3 separate regions of the Sus scrofa genome follow, and all the other regions are linked to region 2. The links are chromatin contacts, called in public Hi-C and HiChIP or PLAC-seq maps. All regions are on one chromosome and are shown on one strand. The core of a region is the stretch at or near the end of the contact, and the rest is flanking DNA. Distances in the headings are between cores, read along the strand shown. Region 1 has its middle 36 kb from the start of MIRLET7C. Region 2 overlaps LOC106508546. Region 3 has its middle 4.5 kb from the start of MIR99A.

The links. A called contact is a pair of places that touch in the nucleus more often than the background predicts. HiChIP or PLAC-seq counts read pairs in DNA pulled down with a chosen protein or histone mark.
Region 1: a contact with region 2 is called in an H3K27ac HiChIP or PLAC-seq map of skeletal muscle. The contact joins two enhancer-like sites. A contact is called at or near these places in 1 of 47 Hi-C or Micro-C datasets (fetal skeletal muscle) and 2 of 2 datasets of contacts at active chromatin or transcription factors (alveolar macrophages and skeletal muscle).
Region 3: a Hi-C map of liver shows a contact between it and region 2, with 7 times the contacts expected there. The contact joins two enhancer-like sites. A contact is called at or near these places in 1 of 47 Hi-C or Micro-C datasets (liver) and 1 of 2 datasets of contacts at active chromatin or transcription factors (skeletal muscle).

Annotation. Positions count from the first base shown.
Region 1 is chr13:181,337,445-181,341,144 of Sscrofa11.1, reverse strand. It overlaps a transcript of LOC106508546 not described here. Among named protein-coding and RNA genes, the nearest start is that of MIRLET7C, 36 kb to the right of the region's middle. Within about 2 kb of position 1,559, at least 22 of the 83 cell types and tissues checked have an H3K27ac peak or open chromatin away from gene starts, as enhancers often do. A contact at or near this core is called in fetal skeletal muscle and skeletal muscle, where this site is marked.
Region 2 is chr13:180,978,968-180,982,527 of Sscrofa11.1, reverse strand. All of the region lies in intron 2 of LOC106508546, which reads right to left. Among named protein-coding and RNA genes, the nearest start is that of MIR99A, 320 kb to the left of the region's middle. Within about 2 kb of position 1,382, at least 37 of the 83 cell types and tissues checked have an H3K27ac peak or open chromatin away from gene starts, as enhancers often do. A contact at or near this core is called in fetal skeletal muscle, liver and skeletal muscle, where this site is marked.
Region 3 is chr13:181,296,042-181,299,871 of Sscrofa11.1, reverse strand. It overlaps a transcript of LOC106508546 not described here. Among named protein-coding and RNA genes, the nearest start is that of MIR99A, 4.5 kb to the left of the region's middle. Within about 2 kb of position 1,286, at least 41 of the 83 cell types and tissues checked have an H3K27ac peak or open chromatin away from gene starts, as enhancers often do. A contact at or near this core is called in liver and skeletal muscle, where this site is marked.

The DNA.
Region 1 (3,700 bases), core at 310-2,809, 360 kb before region 2:
AAAAGATACATTCCTGAATATTCCCCACACTGAAGTGGTGTTGAACTTGGTGGACATTTTTGTACCTGGTGCGTGGCTTCATTGTCAAGTTGATTTTCTGTCCTTTTCTGGGTTTTGCCAAACCTATGGGGGGAAAACCCTACCTTGGAAAATAATTAAAAAAAAAAAACCAACAAAACTTCATACAGTGTTATATTAGTATGTTGATCTTCTTGGGAGGGTTGTACTCTACACCTCCAAGAGTTACTAGCTTTTTGACTTTTACTAACCCGAAAAGCTACATGCTGTTTAATACTCTCCCTGCTCATAACTGTAAACTTTACTTAGGTAATGACGAAAAGGTCACAAATTCAATCCCCCTATAGCCTAAGTAGCCCACCGGCATGTCCCTTTCTTTTTTTTTTTTTTTTTTTTTTTGGTGTTGCAGTAATGCTTAATTATATTTCTTTATTTAGTAATTTAATTAATTTATTCTCTTATGTGCCATGAGCCATAACTCATTAAAGAAAAGGGTTGAGTTAGAATTTATGTTCAGATACTTTGCCACTATAAAGCTTTGAATTTAAAGGAAACATATTTTAATTCATATGCCTGACAAAGACATGTTTTAAAGTACAGATTAAACAAAAGCAAACGGCTTTTCAATTACTAAATGCAATGCTCAGTAGGACAGAAAACTTACTGCTTCTCTTAAATGCTGGACCTTTAAAACATTTGCTGGGTGACAGCATTATATAAAAAAAGTTTCTTTAGTAAAGAATTAAAGCTGAATATGCAACATTTCTTAGGAGCACTGAATAAGTCTATTTGTCCAGCTTACTTTGCAAAGACTGCGTAGAAAACAGCACCATAAACACTTTCAGTCCCCACACAAGGGCTAAACAAAGAGTCCTCTTTCTAGCCATCTAATCGGGTAATTTATTTTTTCAACCATCACATAAATCGAAACACAGCTGTAACCAATGACTTGCAGATCCAGTTCCCAGCCAGCTGGAATCAGTTCTGCTGAAACAGCAAGATTTTTACATTGTTCACTTCTGTACATCTGGAGAAATCATTGAGGTTCAAAGGTGACCAAAAAAGCTCTTTAAATAAATTCAACCGGCAGTGAAGATTTGCCTAAGGATCTACAAACTCCACATTTACTTTTACAAAATGTTCATTTCACAAAATTTATGCTTATAAAGGCTATTTGCATCTTTGTCAGTATAGACTTTGAGTTACTAACTGCATTAAGAACTTTTTAAAATGCCCGTTTCTTTCAAACAACTTGCTTAGGGTTCTTCCAAACTTTTTCCTAAGAGTTGGAGCTACTAAAAGATGGTTACGTTAAAACACTATGTTGCATGCAGAGACAGGGACCATAAGAAACTTTAACAGAACTAGAAACCAGAAATGTACCTACTCATATCTCAAATTTAATCATGTTTAGCTAATATAATCCTCTATTTAGATAAAATGGAGGAGAAATACTATCCGAAAGAAAGCAGAGCTGGAATACTTCCATCAAGCTAGGCAGCCAAATCCCCAAGGAGCCCTAGTCCTGAGGGAAACAAACACGGATTAGGAATGTTCCACATGCAGTATTGAAGGGAGAGGATTCTGGCACTGGAAGAGAAATCCAAGAGCAGCCACCATTTTGCTCTACCCAGGGAACATATAACTGCACATGGGACACAAGTTAAGATTCCCCTCCCACCAAAAACAAAATCTGATGCAGCCAGTGCTTGAGGTAAAGAGCTTTTCATAAAATTTGGATAAGTTTAAAGTGAATAAAAACCCAGAAGAGTAAATGTATCCTTGGCTTTTAAATTACACACAATGTATTGATTCAAATGAATCATTTTCCTCACTAAAGCTATCAAAAAGTTATTCTTGGAAAAATGAATATGTATGTCTGGCAAGCTTCTCAATCCAGTTTTCGTTGTGTTAAAAAAGACATAAACAAATCACGAATATACTTTCCTTCGTTAAATCGATACACAGGTAAACAAGTTATTTTCATTATTTAGCCATCTTATTCAAATGTATGTCTATTTCAGTCCCACTGGATTAACAATCAGTAACTTCCTTATGAGTGCTGCACTAACTAAAAGAATGGAAAAAATAAATAGTAATAAAGTATACTTTCCCTAAACTGAATGATAGATGGTGGTCACATAGTAAATATGACTGATTTTTATTCATTTGCTGTGTACACACCTATGGAAAAATATTCTGGAACAGTCGGAAATGTGATTAAATAAATAATGAAACATTCCATGTCCTGAGGATTACCTTTAAGAATTTCAGGGTAAAAGAAAATTGCACCACACAAAGGCAGGAGATCGCCCTTGTGTCTATCACTGGTTATTAAGTGGCTGTGGAATCTAGAGGAAGGTAAAAAATTTCTTTAGATCTCCTGTAGAATCAGGATGTAAGTGTCCTTTCCAGCCCAATGTCCACATTTTGTAGAAAATTTAAAAAATCTCGATGTATATCTGCTTATCCTATTGTTCTTGAAACGCAAAATTCCTAATTTTCTTTTTCAGTTTTATTACTTTGGGAGTGAACATCACATTAAAAAAAAAAGAAAAGAAAAAAAGACAAATACTGTCCTTTTTTATGAACCAGCCTATCCAGAAATAACCAGAGCCTCCTAGCTAACACTCTTGGTGAGCAGAGGGAAAGTTAACTTGATAGGAAAAACTCTTGAATGGACATAGTTTTATTTTATGACTATGTCATTTAAAATTAAGCGACCGGTTAAATTTCTCATTGTTTTAAAATAGAACTAAAATGAGGCAACTCCCACACAGTTCTCTGCTGCAACATTAAAGTGTATACTTCATGAGGAAATCCACATGACTAAAGTTTTCAGTGCTATTTATAAACATTTTTGTTATCTGAAGTCACATGTATTCTAGAATGCTGGGACAGTGTGGTCTATATACTTATTCATAGGAATTAGACTCTCAAGACATCTGTATCGTATGACATATTTACATATATGCACATATTTTTATATAAGTGAACATTTATTATGTTTGTGAAAAATAAAAATACCGAAGAATCTTCATAATCTACCTTAGAAAATTACTTGTACTGATAGCATGACACACTGTTTCGCAAATGCTTTTTCATAACAAAGAAAGAAAATAGACTTATGACAATTTCAGCTGAGAGGAAAAAAGGGGGGATGGGTCTCTATTAAAAACAATCTTAGGTGTTCTCCAACTGATATAATCTTGGACTCTGCCCAGCTAACAACTAAATTTAATAAATAATTATTCAATGATGTGAGGATTTCCTGTAATAATTTTTTTTTTTTTTTTTGCTTTTCAGGGCTGTGCCTGCAGCATATGGAGGTTGCCAGGCTAGGGGTCAGATCAGAGCTACAGCTGCTGGCCTACGCCGCTGCCACAGCAACACCAGATCTGAGCCGTGTCTGTGATCTACACCACAGCTCACGGCAACACCAGATCCTTAACCCACTGGGCAAGGCCAGGAATCGAACTGCAACCTCATGGTTCCTAGTCAGATTTGATTCCTTTCTGCTGTGCCACAACGGGAACTGCTACCTTTAAGAATTAAAATGTAACAGAAATCAATTAGTTCCTTACCTAAACTTAGGATCATTGAAGTTTGATTTAACTTTTTACTCATTTTATTTTCTCACAATTTCTTTGGCCTTTTAGCTATAAAATAAACATTTAATATG
Region 2 (3,560 bases), core at 133-2,632:
TTCATCCATTTATTAATTTACTTTATGAAACAGAAACTATAAATCTTAAAATATAAGAAGCTTAGTTTAGTATATTTCATTTTTAAATGATTATTCAAAATGGGTATTACAGAGGTGCTCTTTAAAAAGTTTAAATGAATATGAAACACAATAACAATGCAGACCTCTATATTCTATCAAATCAGCAGGATGGAAGACACAGTTTTCACTTCATTCATTTGGTAACATCTAATGCAGTCACTTTGTTAATAAAAATGCTTTTTAAACAAAGTCAACAATAGCGATAATATTTGGAACTCATTAAAATTATAATACTGAATTTGCAGTTTTTGCAGAAGAATCTCTTCTGTAACATTCTAGTAATACTTCCCCTAGATTCTGATTTTTTTTTTAAAGAAACACATTTAAAATAGGACTATAAGTATGGCTAAACTAAGAATTAAGCACGATTTACTCTCAGGTATTTTTCCCCAGGAAAAGCAAGCTTACTAATTGCCAAGATATTTGCACTGAAATAAAAACCACTTGGTATTGTTTCGAGATAATTATTATTTTAAAAAAAATGTGCAAAATTTCTGCAGTGAAATGTGATCAAACAAGACAGAAAGAAACAAAAGAAGTTTGCATGCTGCTTCTCGAAAGAAGCTTAAATAATCCTTTGCCAGGAATAACAACCATAAACTATAAGAAGGCAACTATTGGAATCAAAACACACTTACTTTTTAATATGTAAAGATGCACTTTTTCCCTATTTTAGATTAAAAATAAGAGGACAACCCAGTGAGTCTTGCTGGCAGTCAGATAACACACAGGCCCTGACCCTTTAACTCTCTGGAATTCTCACACAAAGCTCTTTTCATACAGACTGTGCTATATATTCCTGAGATAAGGCGGCAAAATGTGAAGCCGTGGAGAAGTGACACAAAGTTGGACTAAGTGAAATGTTTACATGTATTGTCACACCGCTGTTCCTTCATTACCTATTCCACCCCTGATTTGCCTAAAACAATATTTATTCAGGTTGGAGAGACGCATGATTTAAACAAAAGGACAATTTTAAGAAAAAGGACACCAAGACAATACAAATATTGTGTTTCTCTGTTAGCATTGCCAAGTTTAATGTGAGATCAAGCAGAAACAAAACCAGATCACTTAGAACTTTTAAGAAAGGCTCCTGCTATCATTCCCTTCAAAGCACAACAGATTTCTCTACTTGTTTTACAACACAGAAAGTAGACTTTAAGTAATATCTTAAATCTGCACTCACCATGCGAAAGCAACGGTTGCGTGGCGTAAAAGTGTGCTATTTTCTGCCCCTGTTCCATTTCAGTTTTGCCTATAGTTGTCCAACACCCAATAGCCCAGAGCTGCCACCCAGAGGCCCCTTCCACGAGCTGGCTTATTTGCCTGTCAATCTGAGTCCTGGCTTCTGTATTATGCGGCTGTGCACTTTGCTGAAGTTCTAATATCATTTCCATACGCTCCCCACCGCCTGAAGTAGGTAATTGGTTCTTTCAGCTCAATAAATACTCAGGTCACTTTTCGGGTAACTCTGAGATCAGGCTTTAAGTTGTCCACCTTCAAGTGAAAGAGTTCTTGGTTGGTGGGTGGAGAGAAGTAAGCTCACTACAGGGGAACTCAAAGTGTATTCACAACGCAGAGAAACTTCCTCTCTTTTTTCCTTCCTTGCGAGGCTGAGCTGCTAGTGACTCTCACAGAACTTAGGAATGTAAAGGGAGGACGCAAAGAGGCCCCTCCAGACAAGCCTTTCTCAATCAATTAGCTTGCAGCCATTACTTGTGACCTTAGGTCACACAGCATAAGTGTGTGGGGTGTGCCTTCGGGGGTCCCAAGGCTACTTATTACCGCTAAGATAACCAAAGCCAAGCAGACACTGGAATCTAGAAGTATTTTTAATAGAAAATATGCTAAAGATATGAAATAGTCCAAAGGTGAATTTCAAGTTTCTTTTTGCAGGAGAAACTATTAATTCAAAGATTTTTTTTTTTTTTCTGTTAAGAAGTCTCCAAATAATATATATTTTTTTCCACATTGGATCAAACAGGATTTAGAACCAAGCAGCAAGGCATTTCTTTTATATTAAATTTCAAGCTGGGAATATGGAAATGACAAAATAATTAATGCATCATAGAGTCACAGATATCACTTAATCACTTGGTTCCTAGGTTTTGTTTTAGGTTTTTTTTTTTTTTTTTGGCTTCTGACTTACCACACCTAACTGCAAAGTTAACCTATTATAAACAAAGTTCTTTATGCTTAATAACATCAAAATCATATCATTTGGGGAGATAAGAATGGTTATTTTAAACTCTTTCAAGTTTTCATATTAATGTCATGCTTTCTCTTATTCTAGTAACTCATTACACCATAATTTTGTTTTGTTCTCTAGTTAAGACAAACATTCCTCTCTTTCAAATATATGTAAAAATGAGGGCTAAACATAACCAAAAAAATGAAGCACTAAAGAGAAATGCAATCTTTTAAAACTTCAGGTTTGTTTAAACTTCATATATTAAGTTTGCTTGTCCCTTGAAAACACCTTAAAAATAGCCACTATATTATCAACAAGTTAATGACAGAAATATCAGGGAATTGTATTTCAGATCAAGTTCATGCTTTGGGATAATACAATCCAATTAAAAGCACATATTTTATACTGACTATATGGACAATCACTCCCCCCCCCACTGTCCTGCAATAGCTATCATTCAAAGGTGGATTTGCCACACCCACATTTTCTCACTCTGTTTACTCTGTGATGACACAAAACATCATCTGGTGCGGCCCTGTATAGGAATGGCAGTATTGCATATGGATGCTGAACTTAGCATTTCCATCCCATTAACCTTTACTTGGTCAATGGAATTATCTTCAAATTGGATACTGTCTGAATAAAATAAAACAAACAAACCAAAAATCCAAGAAGGAATAAAACAGGTGAGACAAGTAGGATCAGATAATAGTATCTAGTCAATAGGATTCATTTTTAAAATTGTAGTGATAGAAAATATAGTAATTAAAAGTATTAAAATCTGGGAACTATATCTAGTCACTTATGATGGAGCATGATGGAGAATAATGTGAGAAAAAGAATATATAGGCATGTGTGACTAGGTCACCTTGCTGTACAGTAGAAAATTGACAGAACCCTGTAAACCAGTTATAATGGAAAAAAATTTTAAAATATCATTAAAAAAAAAGGGTGATAAAATCAATTATGGGTGGGGGTTAGGGCAGAAATGGGTTTCCATTTTCTCCAATATACAGTAGGAGTCATTGATCAGTTTGAAAAGGGAGGTTGGCACAGCCTCTAAGTTTAAAAAAATAAAATAAATACAAATATCAAATTATTATGTTGTACACCTAAAACTAGTATAATTTTATGTCAAAACTATATCTCAAAAAATCAAACCTCCCGCAAAATTCTTTTCCCATGTAGTAACAGTATTAAAATAAAATTAAATTTAAAAGTTAATAATAATAGTAATAATAACAACAACAATGAAAATGTCTTGGCACCTTTTGGTGATTTAATTATG
Region 3 (3,830 bases), core at 37-2,536, 320 kb before region 2:
AATTGCTTAGCAATTTACTTCTACAAACAGACAAAATAATTAGAATGCAATGCATTTATCTGCTGATCCAATACACTGCTTTAAACTAAAAACAAGTTTGTATGTACTTTTTCTACTAAAATAATAGATATTTCCAACACTCTCAGCAATAGCTCTAAGACAAATTATTCTTTTAAATATATTTTAACAGTCAGTATTATTGTGGAAAAAGCTTTTTTCTACTTAGCAACTGAGAACATGATATTTTCATCTCTATTTGTTACACTGAAATCCTGGTAAGTAATTTAAATATAGCCTCCCCCAAACTAAATTTTATTTATCAGAAGTTTAATATATATTCTAACACGACCTCTTTTTTGAAGTTGAAAAAGTTTCTTCTTTCACATTTTAAATTATGAGTCAACGGCACATGAAAGGTTTAGTTTCTTTACCAACCAGGGCTAAATGCTCACTTTTCTTAGACAGCAAAAACTAATACTGTACACAATAAGCACAGATAATATATTAATGTTTTTCCAAAACTTCTATGTATAACAAAAATAAAAACAGGTACCATCTTTTGCATAGAGATTTTTCTATTTTTACTAAAGTTTCTATTCTAATCAGGATTAGAGCAAGAGAGCAAAAGGAAAAAGTTAATAAGAGTAAAGTGGGTGATGAGTTAAATCAGAGTAAATTGAAAGTTCAAGGATCCCCTTTTACATAACAGTAGGCTTAAAAAGAAACAACAAAAAAAAGTTATACCTGATATGAAAGGTGCGATTTCACCAAGAGCAATATATTGCTTATTATGCCATGTTTTGGAAATAATACAAAATAAAGAAGGCTCATTTGCTTATGTTGCCTTACAAAGCTGCTTTACAAAGCCCGATGTCTCTGTAGTTATACAAGCCAATGTTGGCTTTTTTTTTTTTTTTTTTTTGGTTTGTTTTGGTTTGGATTTTTGTTTGTTTGTTTTTGTTTTTGTTTTTGAGCAGGAGCGTCTCTTTCTCTCTCTCTCTCTTTTTTTCCCAGCACTGTTGCAAGGAGTAGGACAAACTCAGATTTTTTTTTCTTCATGGCTCCTGCTATTTCTTGGAAAAAAGGACCAGGGTGCTTGTCTTCTTTTTCTTGCTTCTCGGTATTCCAGGCACAAAGCACTGCGCAGAAGCTGCACCAATCCTTGCCGTCCCTGGCAGCAGAATGGTAGAAGGTGGGAGAGACCAGGAATCCTTCCAGGCTGTGCTGACTTTAGAAATGAGGATTGCACACGTTTGTCTCCTGAACCAAAAGGGTGAGAAGGCAGGGTGCCAGTTTGCTACACTGCTGCAATGATCTCATGCTCACTGCTGCTGTCGTCCTGTTTGCCCAGTTCAAATGCCTGTTCATTATAAACCAAAAAAAAAAAAAAAAAAAAAAACCTACTTGGATTCTTCAGCAAGCAGAAAGGGTATTAACGTTTTAAAAAATCAGCGGTAAGAAAAGGCAAAAAAACAAAAAAAGCACACACAATTTTAGGATTCACTTGTTATGCCTCAATATTCTGTTTATATGTTCTTTCTTTCTTTCTTTTTTTTTTTTTTCTATTTAGAGATAAGCAGCAGAATTTATCAGGCGTGAAAGGGACAGCCTCCTGGTGGCCTGCCAAAAACCCAGAATAAAGGCGAAGTTGTGCTTCAAAGCTCAGTCGCTTGCTGAGTCTGGCTAAAGTCAAGTATTAAGATCCACCATTTTCTGAGCCATGCTAGAAAAGAAGAAAAAAGTCAGGACGGTTGCTGCTTTCCAAGTCTCCGTTGGCACCATCACAAAATCTCAGTCGTAAGGTCACATGATTCTCTGCCAAATGTAGAGTGCATTCCCATCAACCATTCTGCTGATACTGCGAAGGCAGCTATTGTCTCGTTTAGACCCAAAGTTCAGCCCACTCTTCATTGAATTAGCTGAAAAACGCATCACCTTTGGGGGCTGGGAGTCATGGAAACGTCTACCTGGCAAGCTGCCCACTTTTTCTGCCCATCAACCAGAGATGGAATTGTGCTGCCTAATGCAATGATGACTTGGAATGTGAAGAGTCGTCCAAAGTGAATCTGATTCTTGCAACGCCTGTTTCAGTTTGCACAGAAAACTCTGGCTTCTTGTAGTTAAGGGTGTGTGTGTGCTGGGGGGGAATCCTTCAGACTAAATGTAGCAAATAAAGGTCTGAACATGCCTACTCCGTAACTTTATTTCACAACACAAATGGTTCTCAAAGGAAAAGACTGAAGTCTCTGCAAGTTTTCCCTTCCCCTGCCCCCTTTTCCTTTCTGAGTGAATGCAACAAGCCCAGGACGTTTGTTTTAGTCCCTTGCATTAAGATTGAAAAGCTCTTGAGTTTTGTCTTGCTTTTTATTACTTTCTGATTTTTATCTGGCACCAGTTTTGTACTACACGGCCACAATATCCTCCAGCAGCAGTGGGGATGCATTATTGCTTCAATCTCCGTCAAAGTGGTCCCCTGAGGGATGCCAGTTGTCTCTTCAACCGCGCACACCCCTGCAACTGGGTCCTGGGGTAATCCTCAGCAGTACCTAGCACAGCTGCTGTGCAAGTTTGCTAAGATTTGACTCATGGAAGAAGTGCTCTTTCTGTTCCTTCACCAGCTACAGTTTTCCTGTGTGGCGTGAAAGATCCCGTTGAAAGATACAAGGAATGTATCAACAGCTTCTAGGCAATCAAATGAAAGGGTTCCCTCACCTCAATGGATTTCCATTCTCACAGGCGACAGAAGTTCCCGTGGACAAACATTTCCATACTTTCTAACAAAAGTACAGTGAATGAAATCTTTCACCATTTCCTTAAGCAAAATCTATAGCTCAGTGGGAAAGCAAGTGCTATTAGTATTTAAGCGAAACATACTCAGTAGTACCAAAAAGAATTATGGTTGCCTTTCCTGCATTAAAAAATGCTTCAGTTTTTCTAAGATGGGGAATCTTTATAATTATCTTTGCACAATTTTAAAATTATATTCAGTGCCTTACAAAACTATGGATGAATGTTATCCCTCCTCCATGTACAGACACTCACATATAGACATATATATTGCACAATACCAGACAAAGACTGGAAAAGGTAATCAAACCATTACTTGCCTATAAAAAAATAAACAAAACCAAAAGAATTCAAGGATCTAGCAAATATCTTGGAAACGGTCTCTGGTCTTTTTTGAGTTATGGTCTTTGAGTCACTTTCTTGAGGAAGGATAGGAGTGAGTATGCATACACGCACATGCATGGAAACCATTCTGATGTTTTCCCCATATGTAATTCAGAATACAAACAATTCTAAACCATAAAATAAAAACTTACACATGTGCTGAAATTAAAAATTTGCTTTTTTTTTCTAGATTGCAAAATTGTGGATAAATTTTAGTACTGTCCTAAGCACATGCCTTGGAGTGCCTGGTGGGGGAACAAGCCCAGCCAACACATGTGCCCCATGCTTTAGCACAGCCAGAAGAAAGTAGATAAGTCCTCACAGAAAGAAAATGTTGTGTTCTCGTTCACTTATTCAGCAATTATTTAAGTAGGTGTATGTGGCCAGGCTGTGTGATAGACACAGGGGAACAGCAATGAGTCAAATGGACATGCCCCCAGGTGGGAGTCATTCAGGAAGAACTTTCAAGTAAGAAAAGCTCACTTCTTCACAGAAGTGTTGTGGGTCCTGAAGGAGCATTTATTGCTCATCAAGAAACACAATGATAAGAATAGGAAATTGGAAGAAAAGTAGATATTAAAAAATGGATTACAGATAGAGATGATTTCTGTCATCTTGCGTTTTTTTTTTTTTTTTTTTTTTTTTTGCTGTTTAGGGCT